2 separate regions of the Anas platyrhynchos genome follow, and region 1 is linked to region 2. A link is a contact called in public Hi-C data. All regions are on one chromosome and are shown on one strand. The core of a region is the stretch at or near the end of the contact, and the rest is flanking DNA. Distances in the headings are between cores, read along the strand shown. Region 1 overlaps GALNS (galactosamine (N-acetyl)-6-sulfatase). Region 2 overlaps CBFA2T3 (CBFA2/RUNX1 partner transcriptional co-repressor 3).

Region 1 (5,656 bases), core at 377-2,876, 62 kb after region 2:
CATGACACCCCCGTTTCCTCCGGTCTGAGCAGAGCAGGCTGCAGCTCCCATGTCCAACACGCTGCGTGCACCCCTGGTACTCGCCCTGGTTTTGGGTACGCTCCCTCGGCGTGCCTGCCTTTGTTGCCTTTTCTCTCTGCACGCAGGCTCTCCCCTGTTGGCCGTCCTCTGTGTGTCACCAAGGGTTAGCTCGAAATGCTCTCCGCCTCTTTGAAGGATCTGTTTTGATTTTTTTTTTTTTTCCCAAGCGTGCTGCTGCGCTGGCAATCCTGCGTGCTTGAAACGCGAGCGCAGGGCTGCCAGATAAAATCTTGCCGAGCTGAAAGGCCACTGTGCCACCAGGATGCAACGCTCCCACCTCGCTGAGCCAAGCCACTGCTGCCTCGAGTGTCCTCAGCAAGGGCGTGAGTCACAGATGGTCCTTGGCAGCTCCCAAACTTCTGCAGCCCTCCTTTTTTCAGCTGCCTGCCGTGGGAGCTGAGGTATGGGATGCACGGGAAGAGGAGCGCGCAAATTCGGGAGCTTCGCAGCAGGAATCTTTTAGGGTGATCCACGGGGATCTGATCCTGGTGATCGCCTCTCCACCAGGATCCAGCCAGCTGGGTGTGAGAGCAACAGCTTTGTTTGCTCGAGGTTGTCATTTCCAATTCCCTTCCGCTTCTCTATCAGCAAAGCTCAGGCCCATCCCCGCAATCAGCTTCTCCCTGGATGGCTGCCGAGATGCGATATTTATAGGGCTTACTGGAAACTGTTGGCACATTACTGGGCTTCGAAATGTGATTGTTTTTTAAAGAAGGAAATTAGCTGGAGTACGGGGCTGGTGGCCAGCTTGGACTGGAAGCAAAGGGAGCCTGAGGTCAGGACCAGGCTGCATTGTTCCTCTTTTATCTTCAGAAGCAATTTGCCGCTCTCTGTTTTTGAAGTGGCTCCGAACGTGATGGGCAAAATGAGATCATTGGGTAGCCGGCCTCCGTTTTAGGAATACTTGAAATATGAGCGGAGTACACCCCGAACTGCTTAAACAAGTGCCTACCGGGGTAAGAGTTTGGATACAAATCTGGTAATTTATAACGTGGTATGAGGGCTTGGAGCATGACAGATGGGTCCCAGCTTGGAATAATAAAGCCGAGATGGAAGAATGTAGAGGGGCAGAACCCCGGGGTGGATGTTGCGAAACGGAGGAGGTATTCTTGTCTTGGACAAATAACTTCTATTCTTCTCCATCTTCCTGTTTGCATAATGTTAGTTCTTTTTACTCGGTGATTGTGAAGTTTTACTGGCTAATGGGTGGTTGCGTTTGAAAGCCTTTGCTTAAGAGCACTCTTGAAAAACCAAGTATTGACATTGACTCCCTTCCCTAAATGCTTCCATGCTACAGAAAAGCCCTCGAAAGAGTGTGGAGGGTGAAAACATCCAGAACTGGGTGACCTCACATGTGGCACAACCCCAACACCCTTCCTTGCTAATGGCATCCCCCAGGGAATCAGGCATTTGGGGCCGTGGGGCAGGCAGATTTCCAAGCTGAAGCCCCAGGCTGGTGATCCGCGGGGAGCCACGTGCCTCTGTGCCGTGCTCCCCCGGGCTGGGCAGCTCATCCCTGCAGCCTCCAAGCCCAGCCAGGATGGATTTTGCCAGCTCAGATGCTTCATTCCCCCACGGACCCGTGGGCGGTTAGCGTCGGCTGCATGTTTACAGGCTCTCCTCTTTTGCTATGGTCCAGAAAAAGGCTGACGTAGCTGAGCGGTGTGGACGCTTTAACAACGCTCTGTCTCCAAACAGTTGCATTCTGGAAGCCCCGCTAATAACTTCCATCATTTGTTCACGTTCTAGTTTTGCCAGTGAAGAATACCAAGGAGTTATGGAGCGCATCTCTGCCGTGGTGCAGCAGCACAAGGAGACCATGGTGCCAGGAGTGCCACAGCTCAACGTGTGCGACAAGGCCGTCATGGTGAGTAGCTAAAACATCCAAAAAAATCTCCTCTTAAATTATATTTTGCACTTAAAAACGTCACCTGCTGTCGGGAAGGGATGGAGAAGAAGGAGGCTGTCCTTGCACAGAGGGGAGGGCTGGGCAGTGTCTGCTAAATCCATCAGCACGCCGTGATAAACTGTGACTTCCTTCGAGATATCACAGCATGGACAACTGCAGATACTTCTCCTTTCTAGTCCCCCCTCTGCAAATCTCACAAGTCCTCTACATTTCAAGTGGTGGGACTGAGACAGAGCCTCTTGTCTTTTTTTTGTGCTGTATCAGCGAGTATCTTTGGTGTAGCTCAGTCCTCTCCAAGTCCACCTGTGCCTGTCTTTTCCCAAGTGCTTCTGGCTTGAAGCAGGCCAAAAGCGTTTGCAGTTCTGCAGTCCAGTTTGAATTAAACACTGGAAAGTCACAGTTTACCTTTCCTATCAAACGCCACTCGCTTTGTTGTGAACCTGGAAAAAACCTGGCTGGTCCATAGGAGATAAAGCTGTCGGATGACAAGAGGTTGTGTGGTTTTAAGGGGATGTGCCTGTAAAGACTGACACCAAATAGTAACAGGCTTCCTGACACCGAAATAATCTCCTCAAACAAACAGTGAGTACCTGCTGCTTGGGGTCTGTCTCCAGCCAGATAGAAAAGTGCAAAATGTGGAGCTGTCTGTTCAGTAAGAAGGCAAAGATCTTTTTTAAGTTCAGTAACATCTTTTATTTTTGGATGTTTTTAGTTTAGTAACATCTTTTATTTTTGGATGTTAAGCAGCAAAAAAGATTTGAAGTACCATTGTTCCTGTGTTATTTTGTTATTCAACATTTCCCTTAACAAACACTGTTCTGTGCACCTTTCTGGGTTCAGGGACTCTCCCCAGTGCCTGCCAGAGCCCCTAACTGGAAGGGCATTTCTTCTGGGCGGACTCCAGCTCCAAAACTGCTTTGTAAAGTGTAGGCTTACACTAAACATCTCCTGGACTTCACCCCAAACCCCCAGCTCTCAGTTTGGGGCTGCTGACGGTCAGTTTTCTCCCTGAACATACCTGGTTCTTTTCTCAGCTGGGCCGAAGTTTTGCCTTTTCCTCTCAGCAGACCACAAGCTGCCTCTTCTGCTTTGGCTGTGGGAATGTCCTGGCTGAGCCTCGGCCAGTCGTACCTGCCATTTATAAGCAAAAGAGGTTAATGACTGCATCAAACCAGGTCATTCAGGCTGTCTGAGGGGGAGAGCCCTCCCCAGTGGGCTGGGTGATGCTCTAATCTTGATAGAAATGTTCAAATCTCAGCAGGAAGCTTTTTTAGGTCACAAATTTTCTATTCAACGTACACTTCTAATTGGCCGATGACGCAGTCACAAAACTAAAATAAACAGGCACCAAATTATTGTCTGCCTTTTGAGACCAGAATTAAAGGTAACCAAATCTTCTTGGAGTACCAGGATTGGTGGGGTTGGCTGGACCCTAAACCTGTCTTTGGGAGGTGCTGGGATGTAACCATCACTTCTTAAAGCCATGCCCCAAAACGTCATTGAAATTCTGCTGGCCCATCCATAGTGTAGCCCACCAGCAGTGGAGATGGAGCTCCTTGGGGCTCTTACAGCCCTGATCCACGAAAACTGACTTAGACTGCGAAACTGAAGCAGATGCAGTCTGTTTTTTCCCCCCAAAAAATCAATATTTTCTTTGTTTCTTTGAATCTCTGTTGCCTCTACAGAGTGGTCAAGCACCTGAAATTCCCAGTGGTGCTTGCGCATTTTAAAATTGAGGAGCAGAGTTCGAAATCAGCATTAATTGCTCCTGAATCATCTGAAGCCCTTCCGCCAGATCTCCGCTGTGTGCTGCTGTGCCTGGCAGATAGCTGGTGTCTCACTGCCATCTGTTGTCAGCTAGAGGGAACAGAAACCTGCTCCTGTATTTTTTCTGGGGTTAAGCTTTCCTTTCCCTCCGTAGGAATTTAATTCCAAGCAAACATAAATGACTTGAAAAAATAAATAGAAGGCGATGGGTCGGGGCTGAACGGAGCTTTAGTAGTGATAAAACTCGCCCGTGGATGGGTAGACCTGGAGAGGAAGAGGGTCAGAGAAAAACCATAAAAGATTTCCGAAGGCAGAATGGGAAAACAGAGTTCCACCAAAACCTCGTGATCTGTTTGCTCCTACAAGAAAGAGAGGAAATCCCCAGAGTCCTGGCAGGCTGCATTGGTACAGGAGAGCCCACGGTACCCCAGCAAAGGGAATCATCTGCTGTGTAACCATTTGTAGTCCTTCCTAAAGCCTTTGTGAACAGGATTTGGAGTTGGAAATGTGATGAGCCCAGCAGCATCAGTTGTGAGATGGGTTTTGTCTTTCAAGGAGGACATAAGAGCATCTTATGATGAACTGAAAGGGGTCACTTAGGGTACAGGGCTTAGCACATACTTGATATAACATTTGACTTCATTTTTCTCTATATTTTGTTTGTTTCTAACAGAATTGGTCTCCCCCAGGCTGTGAGAAACTAGGGAAGTGCCTGCAACCACCCGAGTCGAATCCTAAGAAGTGCTTTTGGCCTCATTGACCTTTTATGCAGCCCTCAGGAGCTACTCAGAAAAGCCATAACCAGCTGGACACGGCATTTACAATGCATGTCTTCTCATGTTGGCACTCCTGTTTACACAGGAAGGGTGTGATGTATGTGTGATATCATCATTTGCTCTTCCAAAAGGGCCAGTGTTTATACTGCTAGTGCTCAGGGTTTAGCCTGTACTCCTCTCTTGTTTTAGTTCTTTCCGTAAATGGTAAATTCTCAGTGAAGACTACTTCAACTCTAAAAGCTCTCTGGACAAGCACAACTTTGCTGTTAGCTCAGAAGCACCACGGATGCACCTTTCCTCTGGCTCCTTCCACCCAACCTCTCAAATCAGTGCTCATGCAGATGCCCCAACGGTGGCCACGGGGTGCAGGAAACGTACAGTAGCCAGAAAACCCTGCCCAAACTCCCCGTGTTTTCGTTGCCTGTTGCTTGTTGTTTTAACATTTGATTTCCATTGTGCACTCTTTGGACACCAACCTGTTTTTCCCCGTTCTTCCTAAATTTGCAAGTACTGGGTGCAGCTTTACTGCGGAGCATCGCTGAGTGCCCACAAGTGCTCCCTCCTGTTCTTGACCAAGGGGTTGGCTCCAGGGACAACAAACACCCTGCGTTCATGCCATCTGTAGCTGCAAACGTTCAGTAGGTCAAGTTGTAAAGAAATTTGAAGATAGTGCTCCTGTAAGTATTGCCTTGTCGATGGCACGCAGCATGTTCTTGGGGAGCTGCGGGGCAGTTGTTCAGTTAAAGGGGTTTCTTCGTTTCCAAAAATCTGGGTCCAAATATGGTTTAAGTCACGCTTCTGGCCTCATGATCTGAGCCCAGCCAACTGCAGGCTCAGAAATGCCCGTTTACACCAGCTGTTAACTCTTGACCCTGTTTGCAGTCTGTGCTCTCTGAGGAATTCTCCTTGTGCAAACTTTCCAGGGCCTGGGCGCAGCACTTCTCTAAACAGAGTTCACGGTAAATGCAAATTCTTCGCATAACTCCACGTTGCAAATTTCTCCTCTGATTTTGAGCCGTTTTCACACTCCTCACTACTGCTAATAAACATTTATTGGGCAGAACCCAGCCAGGTTATTGCGGGACTGCAAGAATGGCCAGAAGCAATCATGAATGTGCCATTT
Region 2 (5,646 bases), core at 2,876-5,375:
AGGGAGCTCGGTGCAAAGACGGGGTGAAATGGGGCGACCCGAAGCGGGGGCACTCGGCGGGGGCTTTGTGATGGACTGGGCAGGGCGAGGCCAGGCTGGGGCGCAGAGGTGAGAGCCCACCAGGTGCCGAGCTGGTATTAGTGCCCCTGCCCAGCTCTGGGCTTATTTTTAGATTTCCTGAAGCTTGTTTTCTGCCTTCCCTCCCCGCTCGCTCAGCCTCCCCAGAGGCAACCCCACCTTGACAAGCCCACAGCTTTTCTTCGGAAGATGCTGACCAATGTTTCCAGAAAGCATCCGAAGGATTTCCTGTTTATTTTTCAAAATTCTCATTAATATTTTTTATTTTTTTATTTTTTTTGTCTCCTGCGTTATTGCATTAAATCTCGCACGGGCAAAATTGCCTTGAAATGGAGCCTGTGGTTAAAAAGAGACAAAGAGTCAGCGACGCAGCAGCCCGGAGGCTGTGGGGATGCACCGCTGGATTCGGCACCCCCTCAGAGCCGTCACCGTCCTGGCGCCTCCAGGGCAGGATCTGGCCCGGCGTCCCCGGGGAGCCGGCGGTGCCTCGGCGTTCCCACGCTGCAGGGACCTGCACGGAGCTCCCCGCCAGCTTTCGGAGAGGGACTGCTTCCCTTCCCAACTGCTCCGTGCCTCCGAAGTGCCCCCAGCCCCCTTGGTGCTTGTGCCACTTGTCCGTGCTCGAGGCCACCTCTGGACACAAGTGTCCCTGTGCATACGTGGCTGCAAAAATGTCACGGAGCGTTTTAGCTCGGGGCTCTGCCTGCTCGAGGAGTGCATGGCTTTGGTTTTGGGGTGCCCCTCCTGCAGCTCGTCACCGGATCGGTCGCCCTTTCGGCACGGACGCCGTGGCCTGGTGGCCTCATGGCGCGCCGCTCGCTGCTGCAAGGAGGATGTGTGCGCAGAGCAGGGCAGCCCCGAGCCTCGCGCCGCCCTGTGTGCCCACGCAAAGCCCGGTGCACAAGCCCTCTGTTTGCTCGCCGTGTTTAGAGAGCATATTTAATTTCCAGGTGCGCAGGACAGCTGGGGAGCAGCGAGGGCGTGTGCGTGCCCACCTCCTCCCGCGCCCGCGAGCTGCTGGTGGGACGGGGCAGGCACAAGGCTCATGGTCATGGGCCAGGATCCGTCCTGTGCTCCCCCAGCACCTGGGGAGCGAGTCCCCTACTCGGAAAGATGGGGAGGGGGCGTTGGGACCCCACTCGTGGCTTTTCTGCCTCGGGCTGCCCGGTGGTGTTGTCCCACGCCGCCGTCGGCTCTTGCGCCCCGGCGCTCGGTCCCGAGACGGTTTTACAGGCAAGGCTGAACTGCACAAAATGTTCGACTTGTAAAATATGTAGCGTGAGAAAATAGCCTTTTCTGCTCTCCTCCTCGCCGCCGCGGCTCCCCCTGCCCCATCTGCTTGCTTGGAAAGCTTCCCGCAGCCGGGGAAAGGAGGAGGGGTGGTGGGGGGGTGCGAGGCCGGCGCAGCTGACGGCACGAGGGTCACCCGGCGATCGCTGCCGGGACGGCCGGGCTGCAGGATGGTGCTCGCCCCGTGGGCATCGTGGGCACACCCAGGGGGTGTTTGGTCCACGGTGCGCGGGCAACGAGTCCTCTGCAAGTGGCCGTGTGGCTCCGGGGGCTGCTGTCACCCGGGGATGCGCTGTGGGGACGGCACCGGGAGAGGTGGCCAGGCTGTGCCGCGGTCCCGGGGCGATGCAGACACCTCTGGTGGGGTTCCCAAAATGGGGGGCGTCATGGGGAGGGCAACGGGAAATACCCCTGTGAGGCGCCCGGCCGGGGGCGGGGAGGGAGCCGAAATCCCCGGAGCTGGCGACGAGCCATTGTTTTCACCAGCCACCTTAATCCATCATTATCTGGGCATATTTCGGATCCTTGCCAAGAGCAAGGTGGGAAGGGGGGGGGGGGGGGCTGTAAGCATGCTTTCCCTATTCCCCTGCCATCCTTTTTGCTGCCTGTGTGTAATTAACAGAGTAATTAAAAACAGGATGAGTTAATTGGTATTCATTTATGTGGCAGATGTTTTTAATTGAGATACGAAACAATTTACCTGTTTACATAAACAATAGCAAATGAAGGCTTGTAAAACAGAGAGGGCTTTTTTTTTTCCCTTTTTTTTTTTTTTTTTTGAGGAAAATCAGAATAACCTCCCTCTCCCTCCCTCTCCCTCCACCCTGGCTCCAGCTGACCGGCAGCTGATGGCTGTGGCCCTGGGGGGGCTGCAGGTCCTCGGGGGTGCTGCTCAGGGCAGCGGGCAGGGCTCTGGGGTCCCTGATTCCCCGGGGAGCGCGGGCACCTCTGCGGTGCCCACCCAGCCAGGGGCTGCAGGGAGAGGGAAGGAAATTGGGATGTGGCAAAGGGAAACCCACCGTGCTCCCCGTGTGGGGTGGCTGGAAGTGTCCCAGGTTGGGGCATGGCTCAGGGCACCCATGGGCGAGGGATCCCCAAATTCACCGGCTGCACGGCGTGGTGCATGGCGTGGATTTTGGGGGAGCAGGGAGTGTGCTGCCCGTGGTGTGAGCATCTTTGAGAGCAGGGGATGCCCGAGCACCGTGGGGTGCCCGCAGTGCCGGGTGCTGCCCGGCTTCCTGGCGGCGGTGGCTCTGCAGCCACAGCTCCCCGTTTGCAGGGCGCCTGCAAGTGCCTCGCTGGGCCTGGAGCTGCCAGAGGCCAGGTTTCGTTTACATCTTCTGCAGAGGCTTTAATTAATTTGATTTCCTTTTAAAAGGCTTCATTTGTGCTGACTGGTGCTGGGGCTTGCGTCGCTTCGCCCCCCCACCCCAACTCCTCCCGCACCCTGCAGCCCGGCTCCCCAAAATGTGCTGCTTCAGGGAAACCTCACAAAGTTGTCAGAGCGAGGAGGAGACACCGGTGCCACCTGTGTGGGGTGGTGGGAGCCGTGTGGGGTGTCCCCATTTTCTCCTTCGCCCCTCGGCTCCAGCCCCAGCTGCTGCTCCTTCTCCACCCCCTCACCTCTTTCCAAAGCCCCCTGGGGACGTGGGACACCCCGGCCGTGGCTGTGTGATAGGCCTGGAGTTGCGCAGCACCCTTCTGGCACACCACCATCCCGCTTCCCTCCCCTTCATGCGCAATTTGGGGGGAGCCACGTCCTCCCCCACCAGCTGCCTGCCATCGTCACCATGTCCCGGGGGTGGGGACCTTTCCCCACGCTGGGGATGTCCCCAGGAGCTGACAGCAGGGTGCTGGGGAGGGTTTAGCCCGTGCGCCACGGCTCCTTGGGGTGCCCACGCTGGGATTTGGGGCACGGGCACCCCCATAACACCCCCGTTCTTTGCGCCAGGAAGGCACCGGGGTGGCTGGCGCCGCGTGCGCCCACCCGGGGGTGCTGGACGGAGCTCGGGGGCGCCGGCGCCCTGCGGTTCCCCCCCACCCGTGCCCGGCTCGCACACGTGGGAGCGCGGCCGCCCGGCTGCCGGCGCGGAGAGCTGCCCTAACGCGCTCCAGATGGAGAGGCTCCGGCCCTCGCGATCTTATCAGGGAGTTGTTCTTGGCCCCCGTGGCACCAGCAGCTGAGCAGCAGGAATGCTTTCCTTTGTTTGGGAGGCAGCCTGGCTTCGGGGAGACGTCGCCTCCAGCATCTGGATTTCATTTGTGGCCATTTGGAGAGCATGAAGGATGCTGTTCTTTTAATTCCCTTTTAACCCCTTCCTCGATGGCAAAGCCTCGCCGGGAGGCTCGCAGGCAGCCGGAGCTTTCCGACAGCCGCTGCTGCACCGGGATGGCTCCGTGCCCACGGGAGCAGAGCGGGCACTGCCTTTGGGTGCCACGCAGCCACACAGGGACTGGCATGTCCCTGTCCTTGTCCCCAGCCACCCCAAGGCCTGGCTAAAGGGTGCAGAGAGCAGGGGGCACAGCAGGGGGATTTGCACCCCCAGGCTTGGGAAGCTGGCTGGCGCACGTGGTGCCCTGCTTTGGCACCCGCAGGGGTGGCAGTGGGCACGGTTGTGGCCGTGTGGCACCAGTGGGCACCGTCCCCAGCCAGCACGTGGGGGGTTAAGGCCTCCGGTGTGACAAATCGGGGTCGGGGGGTGCGTGGGGTTCGGCATCTGATTCCCACCGGGAGGCAGGGCGGGGTACGGCCCCGCTCCGGCCAGCGGAGGAGAAAATACTAATCCTTTTATTTTTATATTATTACTTATTCATCTGGGCTGCACAGGCCTAATGGAAACCAGATGTAGGAAAACAGACACAGCCCCGAGCGGCTGGGACAAATTACCCCAAAGAAAAAGAAAAAGAAAAAAAAAAAGGAAAAAAAAAAAAAAAAAAAAAGGATTCCAGTAGAGTTTGAGCGGTGCCGGGGAATTGGTGCCACGCTCGGAGGCGCTGCCGGGGGGCAGAGCCTGGGCACGGGCTGGCGACCGCCTGCCGCTGACGGGGAGGGCAGGACGGACAGAGGGACACGTGGCAGGACAGCAGGACGTGGCCAGGCTGCCGTCACCGGTGCTTCAGAGCCTCACAGGAGCTTCGTGGGGCTGGAGGCAAAAGCTGGGGCTTCCAGGGTGGTTTGGCGAAGCGAGGGGCAGCGCCCTGCTTCTGGCACGTGTGACGCCGTGGGGATGGTGCCACCGGGGCGCACGGGTGTCCCTGCAGCCTGGCTCTGTTTGCTTTGGGCTTTTCTGGGCTTCAGCACCGAGAAATCCGGCACTTCGGGGGCTGCCTCCTGCTCCTGTGCCCGCGCGGCGGTGTTTGGATTGCAAACGCAGCAGGAAAAACTTATGGCTTCAAGAGATGGAGGAGGGAAAAAAAAAAGAGAGAGAGAGAGAGAGAAATAACACACCCAGACGCAGTTTCCCCTGGTGTTTGTTCAGCTTCGTGGAGACTTTCCTCCTGATGGGAAGCTGCGGAGCAGCCGTGCCGGCGCCAGGATGAGCGGATTTGTGCTTTTTCCCCCAAGCCCAGGCAGAGCCAGGCCCCTCTGCTGCAGCCCCTTGGAGCCAGATCCACACAGGGAGCGTGGTACAGGTGCCGTGGCACAGGGTCCCCAGGGTGCCACCTCTCCACCTTCTCCTCCAGCTGGACGAGCCCCGTGGCCTCCATGCCGTGCCCCTGCTTGGGGGGACGCTGGCTGAGGGGAAGGATGCCCAGATCCGTGCTTTGCCAAGGGGCAGGGGGTGCTGAGCCAAGGAGGGTTTGGCTGTGCCCTGTTGCACGCTCTGTGGATGAAGGGACTGGCTGCGCTCACACCCACCTCGTGGTGGGCTCGTGGGGGCCACGTGGATGGCAGCCCCCCGGCTGTGCCAGGGCTCCCCCTCGTCTCCATGCGTCCTGGGGACACTCAGCAGGGGCTGGGCTTGGCAGCATCATGAGGGCACGCGTGGGATGTGGGCTGCAGGCTGACCTCTCCTTGTCACCCTTTTTGTCCTCGGGGCACAAAACCCATGCTCTGCGTCCCTTCTGGTGCTGGAGCCTCGTGAGCCTGCGGACACATCTCCATGTGGGCAGCCAGAGCTGGTTCCAGTCCGAAGCACTGGACCCACCACCTCTCGTGCCTCCCCCGTGCCAGGGCTGTCCCCGGGGCTGTTACACCTGGCGTAAAGCTGCAGAGCCACACAACGGGCCCAGGAGGTGGGAGGGAGGCTGCAGGTCAGGGTGCGAGCCAGGCACCCC

The links. Hi-C and Micro-C count contacts between places; a contact is called where the count stands out from the background.
Region 1: a Hi-C map of subcutaneous adipose tissue shows a contact between it and region 2, with 2.3 times the contacts expected there. The contact joins two enhancer-like sites. A contact is called at or near these places in 2 of 8 Hi-C or Micro-C datasets (liver and subcutaneous adipose tissue).

What each region holds. Positions count from the first base shown.
Region 1 is chr12:1,764,240-1,769,895 of IASCAAS_PekinDuck_T2T, forward strand. It overlaps GALNS (galactosamine (N-acetyl)-6-sulfatase), which reads left to right. Exons shown (of 14, transcript XM_038185343.2): 13 at 1,831-1,948; 14 at 4,431-5,656. The coding sequence ends at 4,517. Among named protein-coding and RNA genes, the nearest start is that of APRT, 9.2 kb to the right of the region's middle. Within about 2 kb of position 1,627, at least 1 of the 8 cell types and tissues checked has an H3K27ac peak or open chromatin away from gene starts, as enhancers often do. A contact at or near this core is called in subcutaneous adipose tissue, where this site is marked.
Region 2 is chr12:1,699,831-1,705,476 of IASCAAS_PekinDuck_T2T, forward strand. All of the region lies in intron 1 of CBFA2T3 (CBFA2/RUNX1 partner transcriptional co-repressor 3), which reads left to right. Among named protein-coding and RNA genes, the nearest start is that of CBFA2T3, 12 kb to the left of the region's middle. Within about 2 kb of position 4,126, at least 3 of the 8 cell types and tissues checked have an H3K27ac peak or open chromatin away from gene starts, as enhancers often do. A contact at or near this core is called in subcutaneous adipose tissue, where this site is marked.